Regions from separate parts of the Mus musculus genome. Here region 2 is linked to region 1. A link is a contact called in public Hi-C data. All regions are on one chromosome and are shown on one strand. Each heading gives the region's core, a stretch centred on a gene start, on an enhancer-like site or on the middle of the called end of the contact. The rest is flanking DNA. Distances are from core to core; before and after follow the strand shown.

Region 1 (4,664 bases), core at 208-2,707:
GCTTGGTGGTTTAGAGCACAGTTTGTTCTTCCAGAGTACCTGGCTTCCATTCCCAGCACTCACATGGTGGCTTACAGCCACAATAACTCTGGTTTAAGGGGAACTGATGCCCTCTTCTGGCCTTCTTGGGCACTGCATACAGAAGGTACACAGACATATATTGTAGGCAAAACACATATAAAATAAAAATAAGCCTTCTAAAAAGCAAATGATAAGTCATTAATAGGTAGCAGACACGTAGATAAACAGGACACAGCCAGGATACCTGGATCTATTGATGTGAGGTCAGAAGTTCAATCCTCCAACTTAAAAAGCCTGTGTGGCTATGAATGACGGTCATCTTAGCAAGCAGGATTTGCTGACCAGGCTGCCACACTGAATTGATGAATTCTCCATTCAGTGAAGGATCCTGTCTAAATAAATTGAGTGATGTGCAGTTGAGCCAGGAAGACATCTGATGTCAATATTCTCATTCGTTAGTTAATTAGTTAGCTAGTTTTTGTCTACTTGACACAGCTAGAGTTATCTGAGAAGAGGGAGAAAATGAGAAAAAGTTCCTATCAGACTGGCCTGTAGGTGACTCAGTGGAGCATCTCCTTGATTACTGATGTAATCAAGATGTGGGACGATGTGGGGGAAATGTGGGAAGGCCCCTGGGGTAGCCCTGAGTGATGTAAGGGAGCAGGGTAAGCAAGCCATGAGGACCAAGCCAGTGAGAAAGGGTTCTTTCATAGTCTCTGCTTCGGGTCCTGCCCCTAGAGTTTGGTTCCCCTCAGATAATGTACTGCCACAGGGATATGTAAGCTGAATAAACCTTTCCTTTTCAAGTTGCTTTTGGTTATGGTTTTTTACCACAACAATAAAAAACAAACTTGGGGGTCAACCTCTGGCCTCTGCACTGGACACATGCACGTGTGTACAATGACCCAAACACTTGATGCACACACATGTGCACACATGCACACACACACACACACACATACACACACTCAGGGGTGGCTACCTCTGTACTTCCCTGGAGGGAGAAAGATAACTCAGATCAACCTGGGTTTGATAAGAAGTTGAGCCTTCAAGTAGTCCTCACATAATTAAAACTAACTTAGAAGAAGAAAGAACTTAAGGAAGGGGAAGTCATGACAGAAGCAGAAAGATAAACAAAGAACCCAATTAAATAGAATTAATTGCAGCACACATTATAAGGTGGCTAAATAAGTTATCACATGGCACAATATTTAATGCGAATGTCAAAAGTAATTCTTCAAGGAGAAGATATACAAATTACATGGTGGCCTCTCTATAAGCTGAAAATGGGAAATGCCAGGCAGTGATCAAAACTAATTTACGAAGCTTTTTGCCTCCGGAGCTTGGCTAGCGGCCAGAGAACACATCCCAGGCTGCTGCTGTTGCAGAGGCTTCAGCCACAGGACCGTTGGCATCCATCCTCCTGCTCAGCGTTTCCCAGCCTGCACAGCGGTTGTTCCCAGTTCTTCTTGCAGGCTCAGACCCTCTGTTCCTTTTCTTCCTTCAGCCTTCTCTTTTTACATGGCTTAAATGTATGTGTGGATAAATGGTAATTGGGGAACAATGCCTAACCAGCACAGCCTTGCTTTGGGCTGGGGCTAGAGGCGGGGAAATGGCTAATGAAGCCTATAGGACATGCATGGATGCATCTAATTCTGAATTCAAACCCCAAATTACCCTAACCCCTCCTGACACTGAATAAATAAATTAGTCAAGAACGATAATTAAATTAGAAGAGGCCAGAGAATCATCATGAACTCCATTGAAAAGCACCCTGAACTCAGAGCTTCTCAGAAGTGTTTGCTGGGTTGAAAACACAACATCCTCAGTCAGGAACTGTGGGTGTGTGTCTGAGAATAAGGCAAAAATGGACAGGTTATTAAAAATAGAACATTGTCAGCACAAGGACAGTATGATTCATGCTGCAAATGACAGGCAGAGGCTGTTGACCTCAGGAAGGACGAAATGCCACCCAGTGGAACAGCACAGACAAAGCCTGGCAGAGTAGATCCTTTCAAAGCTTGCTGTGTCGTGCTTCCGGGCCTGCCTAATGCAAAGCAAACCAGAGGTGCACAGAGAAGAGACAAAGGATGCCTAAAATAACCGGAATACAAAGTAAAAGAAACAGAGCAGTAGCCTTAGCTGGGGAGGGAAGAGGACAGGAACACAAAGCATTCTAGACAGAGTATTGTTTCACTGTGCAGAATAACACTCACACACACACACACACACACACACACACACACACACACACACACACACGACCAGTATAGTAACACTCACAGATAACTGAAGCACTGAAGGAGAGATAGGAGAAATAGATATTGGGCTGACGAAATGGCACAGCGAGTAAAGGTGCTTGCTGCCAAGGCCGACAACCTGAGTTCAGTCCTTGGAACCCGCAAGAGGGAAGGAGAGAACCAATTCCCACGAGTTGTCCCCTGACCACCACGCGTGTGCCATGGTATACAAGCCCACATGAAGACACACAGGGATACACAAATAAATAAATAAAAATATCTTTCGAATAGATATTGTCCAGGAAAGTGCAGTTCTGTCTCTAAGCCTCTTTACCGTAACCAACACCCGTTTCTGCTGCAGGAGCAATCCTGTGAGCTGCTTCTCTTTACGCATCAGACACAGAGCTTCCCAAGGACTGAAACATGTTTCCCTCACTCTAGAGCGTGTTAAGACACCCGATACACAACGGGGACCAGACTGTTGATAATAAAACAATTGAATAGGATGTTTGGCAAAGATAGTTCAAAAAGGTGGTTTTGGTTTTTGTTTTAAATTTACTTCATTTGATTTTAATTAAAGATATAGCATGAAGGGTAGGGAGATGGCTTAGTCAATAAAACACTTCCACAACCTAAGTTTTATTCCCAGAACTCACTTTAAAAAACAAACAAACAATCAAAAACTGCACATGAGCTAGAGAGATGGCTCAGCTGTTAAGAGCACTGGGGGCTCTTGCAGAGGTTCTGGGTTCTGTTACCAGCACCCATATGGTGGCTCACAACCATCTGTAATTCCAGTATCAGGCAATCGGAAACCCTCAGGTTCTGGCTTCCATGGGTATCAGACAGATACCTGGTACATCGACCTGAATGCAGACACTCATACATTATATAAAAACCTAAGTAAGAAAGAGAGAGAGAGAGGAAGGAAGGAAGGAAGGAAGGAAGGAAGGAAGGAAGGAAGGAAGGAAGGAAAGAAAGGAAGAAAGAAAGAAAGAAAGAAAGAGAGAAAGAAAGAGAGAAAGAAAGCAAACAAGCAAGCAAGAATGAAAAAGAAAGATAGAAATCCTAGCACTGGGGAGGTGGGGAAAGTGGGTCCCCACGCTCACAGATCTAGTTTTCTCCACTGGTCTCCACAAGCAGGCACATGAACACCCACATGGGGACCCATAAACATGGACACACATACACAGAAACTTGAACACATGTGTCTTACACTGTTCCTTGCACTGAGTCAGTTCTTGGATCCAGAAGTGTGTACACAGTTCACACACTGGCTGAGTCCATTGTACTAGATTAGCAAGAAGGAGCCACTCCAAAGCCAAGTGTAGCCTGAGACATCAAAGAGGCAAGCGCTATTTTCCATGACAACCCTCTGCAGGACTGCCAGGCCGATCCACAGCAAAATGCTTACCTGACACTCACAGATGGTTTGCACCTTAAAGCAAACAAACGAGTGAGTCCCCTGACAAACATGACGGCTGTATCAGGCATTTATTATTTTGACTTCAGCACCACTGAAACCAACCTCTGACTAAAGCTGAGAGGTCTTGCCATTTTCAGACTTAGAAAAAAAGAAAGAAAAGACAGGAATGTGTAAAGTTAAGGCATAGTTTAATGTTCTGTTCAGCAGCAGCTAGCATGCTTTATAGAGTGCTTAGAATGTTCTAGAAATCTAGTTAGGGCAAGAAAATTATCACAAAGATGGATGACCAGCTCCAACCCTAGAACCCACATGGTAGAAGGAAAGAGCCAACTCCCACAGCCTTCTGAAGTCCACCTATGCACTGTGGCACACACACCTATACACACACACACCATAATACACACACAGTAACAAGAACTAAAAGCAAGTATTTAAAAACCTAAGACTCTTTAGATAGAAGTCCATCTTTTGTATTCTAAAACTCCTTGGGTCCCACAACCTCAGAGTGTTTTGTTAGGGGCCATGGAGTTCATTGGCATTCACACTTCAAGCGAAGCTAAAACGAAGAACCAACTGTTATCCTACAGAAAGGTTGACAACGTTGAAAAATCTAAAACGGAGCAAGAGATCAACTATTCTCAGCCAGAGAGGACAAAATGCAACGTCAAGACTTAAATCATGGAATCAACAGATCCTAAGTGATAAGTACACACAAGAGTTCACGTGCTACTCAGACATATAGAATTCACATAAACATGGAAATGTGTGAGGACAAACAGAAGCCGAGTGCTTCCCAAGGCAGAAGCTAGAGAGTCAGGCACTCGATAGAAGCAAAGAGCAAAATTATGCTAATTTTTGATTTGTGCACTTGCATGTGCTCGTGTATGCGTGTGTGCAATGAGCATGCACAGGCAGGTAGCATATGTGCCACAGCAGCACTGTGCTGTCAGGAGACAGCTCTCTAGAGTCAGGTCTCT
Region 2 (5,029 bases), core at 80-2,579, 100 kb after region 1:
TTAGGAAACGGAATCATTTTGGGCTGCTTACGCTTACTTAGCTTTTTACATCCCAGTCTGTTTTCTCCCGTGTCAAGTCCTAAGCCTGGATTGCCCTAATTCATCATTACCACTCAGTCTTCTCTCCAGAATTCTTATATTTGTTGGATGTTGTCCGTTTATATATTTAGCAGGTCTCCCTGTGGGACTTTTTGTCCCATGCTGTACTGTAGGGTATTGAACAAAGCAGCAGAATTCTGCCTGTGAAATTACTGAACATGGAGCCTTGGTGGCTGAAAGATAATCAGCGCCTCACAGCCATTCTGCGGAGCATCTTGCTAATGTTGAGGAGCTACGTGTATTTCTAATGGATCGTCATTTTTCTCAGCCTACATACTATTTTGGAAATTGTTAACACTTATAAATAGATATACTTCTCCTTTATTCTAGATATAAATCATAATACTTCAGGATCCCATTATGAAAATTGCCAGCGGGGACCTGTGTCTTCTACAAGTGACTGTAGCACAAGCTGTAAGAATGCTGTAAACGACTTGTTGGAAAAAGAAGCATGGCCCTCAGCCCCTGGCAGTGATCCTGAGTTGGCTCCAGAATGTATAGATGCTGATTCTGCCTCCAATTCTGAGTCAGAGAGAAACATCACTGTCATGGCTTCAGGGAACACAGGTGGTGAGAAAGATGGCCTTCGGAACAGCACTGGACTTGGTTCTCAAAGCAAATTTGTGGTTGGTAGCAGCAGCAATAATGTGGGCCATGGAAGTAGTACTGGCCCATGGGGCTTTCCCCATGGAGCCCTAATAAGCACATGTCAGGTCTCTGTGGATGCTCCTGAAAGCAAACCAGAAAGTAGTAACAATAGGATGAATGCTTGGGGCACTGTAAGTTCTTCATCAAATGGAGGGTTAAATCCAAGCACTTTGAATTCAGCTAGCAACCATGGTGCCTGGCCAGTATTAGAAAACAATGGACTTGCCCTAAAAGGGCCTGTAGGGAGTGGGAGTTCTGGCATCAATATTCAGTGTAGTACCATAGGCCAGATGCCTAACAATCAGAATATCAACTCTAAAGTCAGTGGCTCTTCTACCCATGGTACCTGGGGTAGCCTTCAGGAAACTTGTGAGCCTGAAGTAAGTGGTACACAGAAGGTTTCATTCAGTGGTCAACCTCAGAATATCACCACTGAAACGACTGGACCAAATAACACTACTAACTTTATGACCTCTAGTTTACCAAACTCCGGTTCAGTACAAAATAATGAACTGCCTACTAGTAATCCAGGGGCCTGGCGTGTGAGCACAATGAATCATCCTCAGATACAGGCTCCGTCAGTTATGAATGGCACTTCCCTTTCTCACCTTAGTAATGGAGAGTCAAAAACTGGAGGCTCCTACGGTACTACATGGGGTGCCTATGGTTCTAATTACTCTGGCGACAAATGTGCAGGCCCTAATGGCCAAGCCAATGGTGACACTGTGAATGCAACTCTAATGCAGCCTGGCATAAATGGGCCTATGGGCACTAACTTTCAAGTTAATACAAATAAAGGGGGAGGTGTATGGGAGCCTGGGACAGTGAATTCCCAGAGTTCACCATGGGGAAGTGGAAATGGTGCAAATTCTGGAGGAAGTCGAAGAGGATGGGGAAGTCCTGCACAGAACACTGGCACTGGTCTATCCAGTGTCGAGTGGAACAAACTGCCTAGCAACCAGCATTCCAATGACAGTGCAAATGGCAATGGTAAGAAGCTTACAAATGGATGGAAATCTACTGAGGAAGACGATCAGGGTTCTGCCACATCTCAGACAAATGAGCAAAACAGTGTGTGGGCCAAAGCAGGAGGCACAGTGGAGAGTGATGGTAGTGCAGAGAGCACTGGACGCCTTGAAGAAAAAGTAACCGGGGAAAGTCAGAGTAGAGATAGAAGAAAAATTGATCAGCACACATTACTCCAAAGCATTGTAAACAGAACTGACTTAGATCCACGTGTCCTATCCAACTCTGGGTGGGGACAGACTCCTATTAAGCAGAATACTGCCTGGGATACAGAGACATCACCAAGAGGGGAAAGAAAGACTGACAATGGGACAGAGGCCTGGGGAAGCTCTGCAACACAGACTTTTAACTCAGGGGCATGTACAGATAAGACTAGCCCTAATAGTAATGATACCTCATCTGTATCAGGGTGGGGTGATCCCAAACCTACTCTGAGGTGGGGAGATTCCAAAGGCTCAAACTGCCAGGGGGGGTGGGAAGATGACTCTGCTGCTACAGGAATGATCAAGAGCAACCAGTGGGGGGGTTGCAAGGAAGACAAGTCTACATGGAATGATTCGCAAAAGAGCAAACAAGGCTGGGGTGACGGACAAAAGTCAAGCCAAGGTTGGTCCATTTCTGCCGGTGATAACTGGGGAGAATCTTCCAGGAGTAACCATTGGGGTGAGGCCAATAAGAAATCCAGCTCAGGAGGCAGTGACAGTGACAGGTCCATTTCTGGTTGGAACGAACTTGGGAAAACTAGTTCTTTTACTTGGGGAAATAATATAAATCCAAATAACTCATCGGGATGGGATGAATCTTCTAAACCGAACTCTTCCCAGGGGTGGGGAGACCCTCCAAAGTGTAATCAGTCTCTAGGTTGGGGAGATTCATCAAAGCCAGTTAGTTCTCCAGATTGGAACAAGCAACAAGACATTGTTGGATCATGGGGAATCCCACCAGCCACCAGCAAGCCTCCTGGTACAGGCTGGCTCGGGGGACCTATTCCTGCTCCAGCAAAGGAGGAAGAACCCACAGGCTGGGAGGAGCCATCCCCAGAATCTATACGAAGAAAAATGGAGATCGATGATGGAACTTCAGCTTGGGGAGATCCAAGCAAATACAACTACAAAAATGTGAACATGTGGAATAAAAACATCCCGGAAGCCAGCGGCCGCTCAGACCAGCAAGCGCAGATGCACCGGCTATTGCCAGCCGCAAGTGCCGTCTCAAGCAAGGAGACCAGCAGTGGCTCTGGTAAGCGTTCCCGTGTGGAGTGCAGAGGTATTGTGGAAGCAAGCTTTGTGTTGACATGCCTGTCATAAGATTTGTGTAACACGGCTCTTGGATATGCACATCAAGACCTTTCAGCTGTGACCTAGAGGTGACATTCACCTGGCAACAGCTCTGGTTTGTGGAGTCTTGCTCTGTTGTGTTAGGAATGTAGTAGAAGAGGTTAAGTGCAGACTTACACACTTAGGTATTCTTAGTCAAGCCTTAACAACGTGGTTTCACTACTGAAGTACAATAAAGCCAAATGCCTGAGGACCGTACTCTAGATATTTGGTATTATATTTGATCTTATGGGATTTTCTCACTGAGGCATGAAGTTAGTACCTCCTCAGTTAACTGGATAATGTGTGCACCTGAAGCATCGCACTGCTTTCTAGTATACTCTGACCTTTGCTCTCCTGTACTCAAAGTTTTTTCTCTGTAAATTGATAGGGCAACATTTTCTAAATGTGGCAGCCCTACATTGCCTTTGTTAACAGGAGTTTTATTGAATAATGCTCCATTGGTTAGAGAGCCGGTAATGTTTTCATGAATTCTTCTTTTAGTGCCTAATTGTGTGGGGGTTTTGTTTTGTTTTGTTTTGAAATATAAGCCTAGTCTATTGATTTATACTTATTTCTTAGGGAAAGTGTAGACCTTTTTTCCAATGTGTTAAAGGCAGGGTGGCTGTGTACCTGATGGTAGTCTTATAGTCAGCTGTTCTCCACTGCAGTGATGTGGGAAGAGCGTCCTTTCAGGACAGTGTAATTAGTGGAACTTTACACCGCACCTGCCTCAGCTCTCAAGCTTTGGTTCAGAAGAACCTGACATTTTTAGGAAAATAATTTGCTATAATGAAAAGAGTCTGCCCTAACACCAAGAAGGCAGTTTTGAAAGAAAAGGTTAAAACATTATACAATTATATTAATGCAGAATAATTTGTGTTCTCCACAAAATATGTCTCTTGGTTGTCACAGCATCATTTTTCAGTGTGTGATGTGAAATTCTTCATCTCATTTCCCAAGTCCTCTTCCTTGTCTTTAATTGAGGTGCTTCCTAATATCTATGCTGATGACTTCTTTTCCCATACTTTCTAAAGGCTGGGGTGAGCCTTGGGCAGAGCCTTCTACTCCAGCCACAACTGTGGATAATGGTACTTCAGCCTGGGGCAAGCCCATAGACAGTGGTCCCAGCTGGGGAGAACCCATTACTGCAGCATCCAATGCATCCACGTGGGGCTCCAGCTCTGTTGGTCCACAGTCATTAAGCAAATCTGGTAAGTCATCTGATGTTAGCGGTGCTGCTGATAACTCATAAGCTGCATTTAAGTGATGGCTAGTGCTCCTAACTTATCACCACTAATGTATTTCTCAAAAGTGACTACTAGTAATTTACACATCCTCCGCCAAATCTAAATTCTTTCTCTTGTTGGATTATTTAAAACTGAATTTAGCAGCTTTCATGCCATTCAGCTGGAGAGACTAGATAGTATAATGTGAGACACATGTCCAAACCATCAAATCTTACATGGGAAGGGCCCTGGAATGCACATGAATATTGTTCCTCTACCCTGTTGTGCTCAGGACAGACTGTAGGAGCCCCAAAGACTGTGTGTAGAGATAGATGTTTGTTCTATTGTGGCTTCAGTACCCTTTGAACAGCCTTATAGAGAGTATAGTATAGAATATCTTTTCTGTCTCATTTGCCTCTGTCCTTTGTATCATTTTAAAGACCAAATAGGTATGCATAAGAAACCACTATTGCCCATGATTAGAAAACCTAAGATTTGTGAAGACATAGAAAGGTTCATTGGATATTTTAATAAAAATAAGTTCTTCCCAGTGACTTTCAATGTAGTCTAACTATACCTTTTCTATTACATGTATTTGAGAAGTAAAGGTGTGTTTGGTTTAGCTTGCATGTCCCTGTACTTTGAAACATGCTTGACATCTTGGAGAATTTTTTTCCTTAACTTCTGTTTGTCTTTGTTATCACAAATCTA

The links. A called contact is a pair of places that touch in the nucleus more often than the background predicts.
Region 2: a contact with region 1 is called in a Hi-C map of bone marrow-derived macrophages, with 42 read pairs. The contact joins two enhancer-like sites. A contact is called at or near these places in 4 of 484 Hi-C or Micro-C datasets (the G1E-ER4 cell line, bone marrow-derived macrophages, group 2 innate lymphoid cells and 1 more) and 3 of 9 other capture datasets (adipose tissue, liver and pancreatic islet).

Annotation. Positions count from the first base shown.
Region 1 is chr7:123,067,479-123,072,142 of GRCm38.p6, forward strand. It overlaps a transcript of Tnrc6a not described here. Among named protein-coding and RNA genes, the nearest start is that of Gm39084, 28 kb to the right of the region's middle. Within about 2 kb of position 1,458, at least 66 of the 459 cell types and tissues checked have an H3K27ac peak or open chromatin away from gene starts, as enhancers often do. A contact at or near this core is called in bone marrow-derived macrophages, where this site is marked.
Region 2 is chr7:123,169,107-123,174,135 of GRCm38.p6, forward strand. Tnrc6a (trinucleotide repeat containing 6a) reads left to right here. Exons shown (of 24, transcript NM_144925.3): 6 at 430-3,012; 7 at 4,127-4,303. Among named protein-coding and RNA genes, the nearest start is that of Slc5a11, 43 kb to the right of the region's middle. Within about 2 kb of position 1,330, at least 12 of the 459 cell types and tissues checked have an H3K27ac peak or open chromatin away from gene starts, as enhancers often do. A contact at or near this core is called in bone marrow-derived macrophages, where this site is marked.